Linked DNA regions of Mus musculus: region 2 is linked to region 1. A link is a contact called in public Hi-C data. All regions are on one chromosome and are shown on one strand. The core of a region is the stretch at or near the end of the contact, and the rest is flanking DNA. Distances in the headings are between cores, read along the strand shown. Region 1 overlaps Celsr1 (cadherin, EGF LAG seven-pass G-type receptor 1). Region 2 overlaps Cerk (ceramide kinase).

Region 1 (2,917 bases), core at 145-2,644:
TACTGTTAGAAGAAGATAACTTGCTTCTTGACTGTCTGGGGAGCTCATGGTTAAGGGATAACCTGCATCTCAAAAGAGATTCTCCACTCCCACTTTGACACGGTATTGTCCAAGACTATGGGGATTTTCGAAGTTGGACTGAATGTATTTTGCATTATGAGATGGCTGCGAGCCTGTGGGGAAAGGAGCAGAAAGTCCTGCTGTAAGGTGGTATGTTTCTGTGTCAGACTGATAGAGGGTAGACTTGTGATAGACACAGGTTTTCTCTGTGTAGTTCTGGCTGCCCTAAACTTGGTCTGTAGAGCAGGCTGGCTTTGAACTCAGAGATCCACCTGCTTCTGCCTCCTGGGTGCTGGGGTAAAAGGCATATGCCACCATCACCCTGCAGAAAAAAATTTTTTCAATTGAAGAAAATATGATGGGGCTAGACAGATGGCTCAGTGTTTGAAAGCACTGGCTGCTCTTGCAAAAGATGTGAATTTACTTCCTAACATGGTGATGCACAACTGTCTATAAAATTCTACATCTCCATCTGGCCTTGTGAGCGCCAGGCACACATGTGGTGCACATATGCACGTGCAGAAAACTTCCACACACATAAATCAAAAATAAAATTTCAACAGATCATGAACATTCTTAATGACACTGAGAGGTGTTCTTTAAGTGGTTAAGATTATAATTTAAGTATAAAGTTAAACTTTTTTGAAAGATTTATTTATTTTATGTATGCGAGTACATGGTCACTGTCTTCAGACACACCAGAAGAGGGCATCAGATGCCATTATAGATGGTTGTGAGCCACCATGTGGTTGCTGGGAATTGAACTCGGGACCTCTGGAAAAGCAGTCAGTGCTCTTAACCGCTGAGCCATCTCTCCAGTCCCCCAAAGTTAAATTTTTTAAAGAGCTTGATTATAACCCAGGGGTATCACTAGGCTGCATATAGGATTTATACATCTCCAGCTCTGCCTGCCCAACCCCTCAATCCACCTCAGGGATTAAATGTACACCGTCAATTTTTGCCTCGAGTACTGCCTTCGTCACTATCCACTGGCTGTCCCCTTGCCACCTGAGTCTCTGCTCACTCACCTCACTGAGGGCCCTCCACTCTGAGAACCCTCTGACTGCACCAGTCCCTCACTGAGGGTGTCCATGCAAAGCAACCTCCCAGGGTCTCCATGTTGAACACCCGTCCTTCCCCACATTCATGCTTTTGTTCCTGCTTAGGGGTGGCCACGGTCCTACTCATTCCAACTGTTTATGCCCAAGAGTCCCTAAGGACCAAGGACTCTCAGGTTGTGTTCCTGTAATTATCGTTTGCACTGGTGACGTCTAGACCAGTCCCCAGTACTCAGAAGTTTCTAGGTAAGCAAGTGTGGATGAAAGGAGGGCAGACAGCAGGAGCCTACTGTCTCCTCCACTCCAGCACTGACAGACGCACAAACACCACCCAGGGACGGCTTTCCATCGAGGCATGTTTTTGTAGCCGATTTGATCTTGTCACAGTGGTTTGACTAGGACAGTGCTTGCTTCCTGATGGCAATTGTTTCAAGACATTCTTTAACCACACGGGGATTTGTTTGTCCTGGCCTAGGATGTTAAAGGTCATATGACTTTAAGTTAAAAGCCTCCTTTCTTATAGTAGATTGATTGGGTTACCCTGACCCACCGTGAAAGGGGACACCAAGTCTCGGCCTTCACAGGGGGCAGCCCAAAGAGGCACACAGCACAGAAGAACATACCAGAACGAGGAGCCACAGCCTAGAGGCAGCTCTCCTCACTCAGAGAGGAAGCAAACCCAACCACAGAAGCAGCTTTGGGTACTGATGTGTCAGAAGCATGGCCACGCCTACTGCCTGCCCTGGGGCTAACTCCTCCCAGTCTGTAAGCCAGAGGTGTGTGTGTGGCTTCAGTGGTCTGGCTTGGGTTTCTGAGCCAACCTATGACTTAGTAAAGCCTTTGGGGGACACAAGTGTAAATGTCTGTCACCAAGGCCACCACTGAAATGAAGGATTGGCCACCCTGAGATGGAATGCCACACGGTGAAAACAGATAGGGTTAGAAACCAGCGAACAGGGCAGATCTAGATAACATGGCTTTAGAAGGGAGCAAGCAACCCCTTTTACACAAGATAAAACAAGAGTCTGTGTGTGTGTGTGTGTGTGTGTGTGTGTGTGTGTGTGTGTCACTGCTCGGGAGTCCAGAGAACTAGACCTGGCCATTCTCTGCAATGTAGATACTGGCTCTGTCTGGGCCACTGACTTTAAATAAATTCTATTCCAGAACAGCTTCAGAATTGCATAAAATGTGTAGAGAGAGACATCCCAAAGACTATGTGCCCACAATCCCCATTAACCACGTCACTAAATTAGTGGGGGACGAGTATCATCATTTAAGGGCCATATCAGCGCCTACTAACCACAGTTCAGTTCACACTACCCTCAGGTTCCCTGTGTTTTGACTCAGTGTCCTTTTCCTATCTAGGTCCCCACTCAGAACCCCAGGTGACATTCAGGCACAGACCCTCTAGGCTGTGGTGCTGCTGTCTCAGGCTCTCTGTGCCCCAGGTCCTGATGGTGTGAGTGATTTTAAAGGCACGGATACAGAGAACTAACTCTCTTCTCCATGCCTTCTGTTTATTTTGCAGCTAGGTTGGGTGTGCAGGGTCAGTATGCTCAACTTAGGAAAGCTCTGGGCTTAGACAGCTCCCCAGACCAGAGCTGAAGGCTTTTCCTCTGTGTGAGGACAGCGCAGGAACCAACCACAGCCGCCACTGGCTTTGTAGTATCCTAAAGCAGCCTGATGCTTCAGCATCCTCAACCGGCCCGATGCAACATCCACCACCTTCTCAGAAGACACCGCACTCCCTCAGACAACAGGAAGGAGGCAGAGCAGGTGTCAGGCAGAGCACCAGGCTG
Region 2 (2,917 bases), core at 125-2,624, 200 kb after region 1:
TGTGATATGCACTCTACAGCTGAGCTATGCCCTCAGTCCCATGGTTTCTTTTTGTGAGCTTGTTTATTCATGGCCCAGGGTGGGAAACGATGAAGGTATAGGCAAAAGACAGCAGTGGCTTGCCCGTAAGCTCACTGTCAGCTTTGGGGCACCCATGTGGGGGCTGGTAGAAGACAAAGGAGAGGGGCTGGAGATGGCTCAGCTGTTAAGAGCACTGACCGCTCTTCCAGAGGTCCTGAGTTCAATCCCCAGCAACCATATGGTGGCTCACAACCATCTGTAATGGGCATCTGATGCCCTCTTCTGGTGTGTCTGAAGACAGCTACAGTGTACTCATATGCATTAAATAAATAAATAAATAAATAAATATTACAAAAAAGCAGACAAAGGAGGTTTTCCCCACAAAGGCAGTGGCCCCAATGCCATTCGTGAGTCTTCAGCACACTCTGAAACACAGCCCACTGAAAAGCAACAAATGCAGAATTGACAGTGTGCCCTGCTGCCCCGGGGATTGGGGGGTAAGAGGAGGAGAAAAGCCCAGCCATCACTCCAGACTATCTCAAGTTCAACCAGTGACCCACTTAGAGAAGCCCCCCACACACACCATTTCCTGTTTTCAGTCTGCCCCACTTCCGCTCTGGCCTGTGGCCTGGAGAGGCACTTGCTGGTTCAGCTTCTTCCGGTGCTGACCCCCCCCCCCCCAAGATTGAGTCCTTATCTCTGTTGCTGGGCACTTGGCAGCAAACGTGGCAACCTCCCCAGAAAGAATATGTGTCTGGGTTCAGAGCCTCCTTCTGCAGCGCGCCAGGCACCTAGGGAACAAGTAATCCGCATCTTCCCGTTCTCATGCCTACAGCAGGAGAGGATGGAGGGGGAGATGAAATACCCAGCTGCTTGCACATGGTCCCTCAGGACTGTCTGCGAGCTCCAGGGCTGCCGGCCAGCCGGCCTCTCAAAGGTCTCCCAATCTGGTTTTGCACAATCTTCTGCCCATGATTCCCAACCCAGGCAATTGAGGTGTGTCCGGACACACCTGGGGAGTGGCAGATTGGAAGTGGCCCTGGCTAACTGAATTAAATGTGCCACGAACTGCTCAGAGCGCGCTCTCTGACTCCACATACTCAAATCTCACCTTATTCTAAAGTAGGTCTACTTCTGGGGGGGAGGGTGTGAAAACACGGGGTGGGGGACCAAGATGACTCCCCCTAATCCCCCCCCCCCCCCCCGCAAGTCACAGTTTGCCAGCTTTGTTTTTTTGTTTTTTGTTTTCACCACGGAGGTGGAGAGCATCAGGAAAGGGGAAGTGAGCAGGGTGCTTTCTGAGACAGCCTACCAACTGGTCCCTTACAGCCAGTCCTAGAGAAGACCCAGTCTGTTGGGGCTGCTCCCCAAGGGGCTATGGGTGAGTCTACACAAAAGTGGCTGCACACTTCACAGGGGTGACGTAATACTCAACAGAGCCGGCCAGCTGTGGAAGCCACCTGCCAGCAAAAACAAGCCGTCGCCGACGTTGAAAAGCAGACGCTGCCAGCAAACCTGGCCTAGAGTGTGGGCGCCGGAAACCGTGAGAGCAGCTGACCAACTGTGCCAACGCTGACCACAGGCGACTGGTGATGTCCCACCCCACATCTCACAAAAGGAGAGTGGGTCTTGTCCAGTGTCTTCATGGCCTCCCTGACCCAGAGGAGGCAGTGCTCTCCCATGAAGTCAGGTTTGCTCAGCCTCAGCTGAGTCGGTAGAGCTCCACATTTTCGGGGGCCCGTGTCTGTATGAGCCAGAGCAAAGGACTGCAGCTCACACATACTGAGCACCCACCATGCAACAGTATTCTTATCCTAAGCCAGGATTCTAGGCCCTAGAGGCTTACCTGAAATTCAACCCACTAGAGCCGGGCGTGGTGGCACACGCCTTTAATCCCAGCACTCAGGAGGCAGAGGCAGGCGGATTTCTGAGTTCAAGGCCAGCCTGGTCTACAAAGTGAGTTCCAGGACAGCCAGAGCTATACAGAGAAACCCTGTCTCAAAAAAAAAAAAAAAAAAGAAAAAGAAAAAAGAAAAAAGAAATTCAACCCACTCATGCCTAGGCAGCACAGTGGTAATAAAGTCCGAGAACAAGAGAGACATGCCCTGGGAGGTGATGCCAGGGGCACATGGGAAGAACTTCAGGGTAATCAAGTCCCAGGCACTGAGCCACAGAAAGGCACTCTGAAGACAAGGCTGCTTTGACTCCAAGGCTAGAAACCGGGTTGGTGGCGATTGAGTCTGAGGCTACCTTAGCCCTACCTCCCTTCAGCTCAGTCTGCAGAGCCTCAGCACAATACCAGAGTACGTACGGCCCCAACTACCCACACAGCCATTCTGGGTAGAATGAGCGAGGGAATGAATGAGCGAATGAAGGGCAACAGAAATTCAGGGTGTCCTCCAGGGAGTCCTGACTCCCGCCATTCCCACAGGTGCCTGCTCAGGGTGACAGTCACCCAACCTTGCCTACCTCCATCGTCCCCACCTAGACTGGGTCAACTGCCTTCCTTCAACTCTGCTCTGTCTCTCCTCTCTATCCTCCCTGAAGAGATCACCAGGTCTTTGTAATAAATAAATAAATAAATAAATAAATAAATAAATAAATAAATAAATATTCAGCTGGAAACAACCATCCAGGGGCTTCCTTTGATACCCACTATAAAGACCAATGCCCACTTCAGCCTGCCAGACTGAGGGAGTCCTGGACCCTATCCCCCAGCTCTTCCCCACCAACCGTGACCCTGACACTGGATTCTCGAGGTTCCTTATCAGTTCGCCATCAACACTCAGCCCTTCCAGGTTTCCCTGGGCAAGCACCACCCTTATAAAGTGAGGTCTGCACTGGTGAGTGACCACCCCTTTGGGACTCAAGCTTGATGCCCTACCCTCGGAGGTTC

Evidence for each region. A called contact is a pair of places that touch in the nucleus more often than the background predicts.
Region 2: a Hi-C map of LSK cells shows a contact between it and region 1, with 1.8 times the contacts expected there. The contact joins two enhancer-like sites. A contact is called at or near these places in 1 of 484 Hi-C or Micro-C datasets (LSK cells), 2 of 115 datasets of contacts at active chromatin or transcription factors (embryonic stem cells and pancreatic cancer cells) and 1 of 9 other capture datasets (liver).

The regions. Positions count from the first base shown.
Region 1 is chr15:85,980,472-85,983,388 of GRCm38.p6, forward strand. The region is part of intron 1 of Celsr1 (cadherin, EGF LAG seven-pass G-type receptor 1); the gene reads right to left. Among named protein-coding and RNA genes, the nearest start is that of Celsr1, 52 kb to the right of the region's middle. Within about 2 kb of position 1,395, at least 178 of the 459 cell types and tissues checked have an H3K27ac peak or open chromatin away from gene starts, as enhancers often do. A contact at or near this core is called in LSK cells, where this site is marked.
Region 2 is chr15:86,181,392-86,184,308 of GRCm38.p6, forward strand. All of the region lies in intron 1 of Cerk (ceramide kinase), which reads right to left. Among named protein-coding and RNA genes, the nearest start is that of Gm15569, 2.9 kb to the right of the region's middle. Within about 2 kb of position 1,375, at least 176 of the 459 cell types and tissues checked have an H3K27ac peak or open chromatin away from gene starts, as enhancers often do. A contact at or near this core is called in LSK cells, where this site is marked.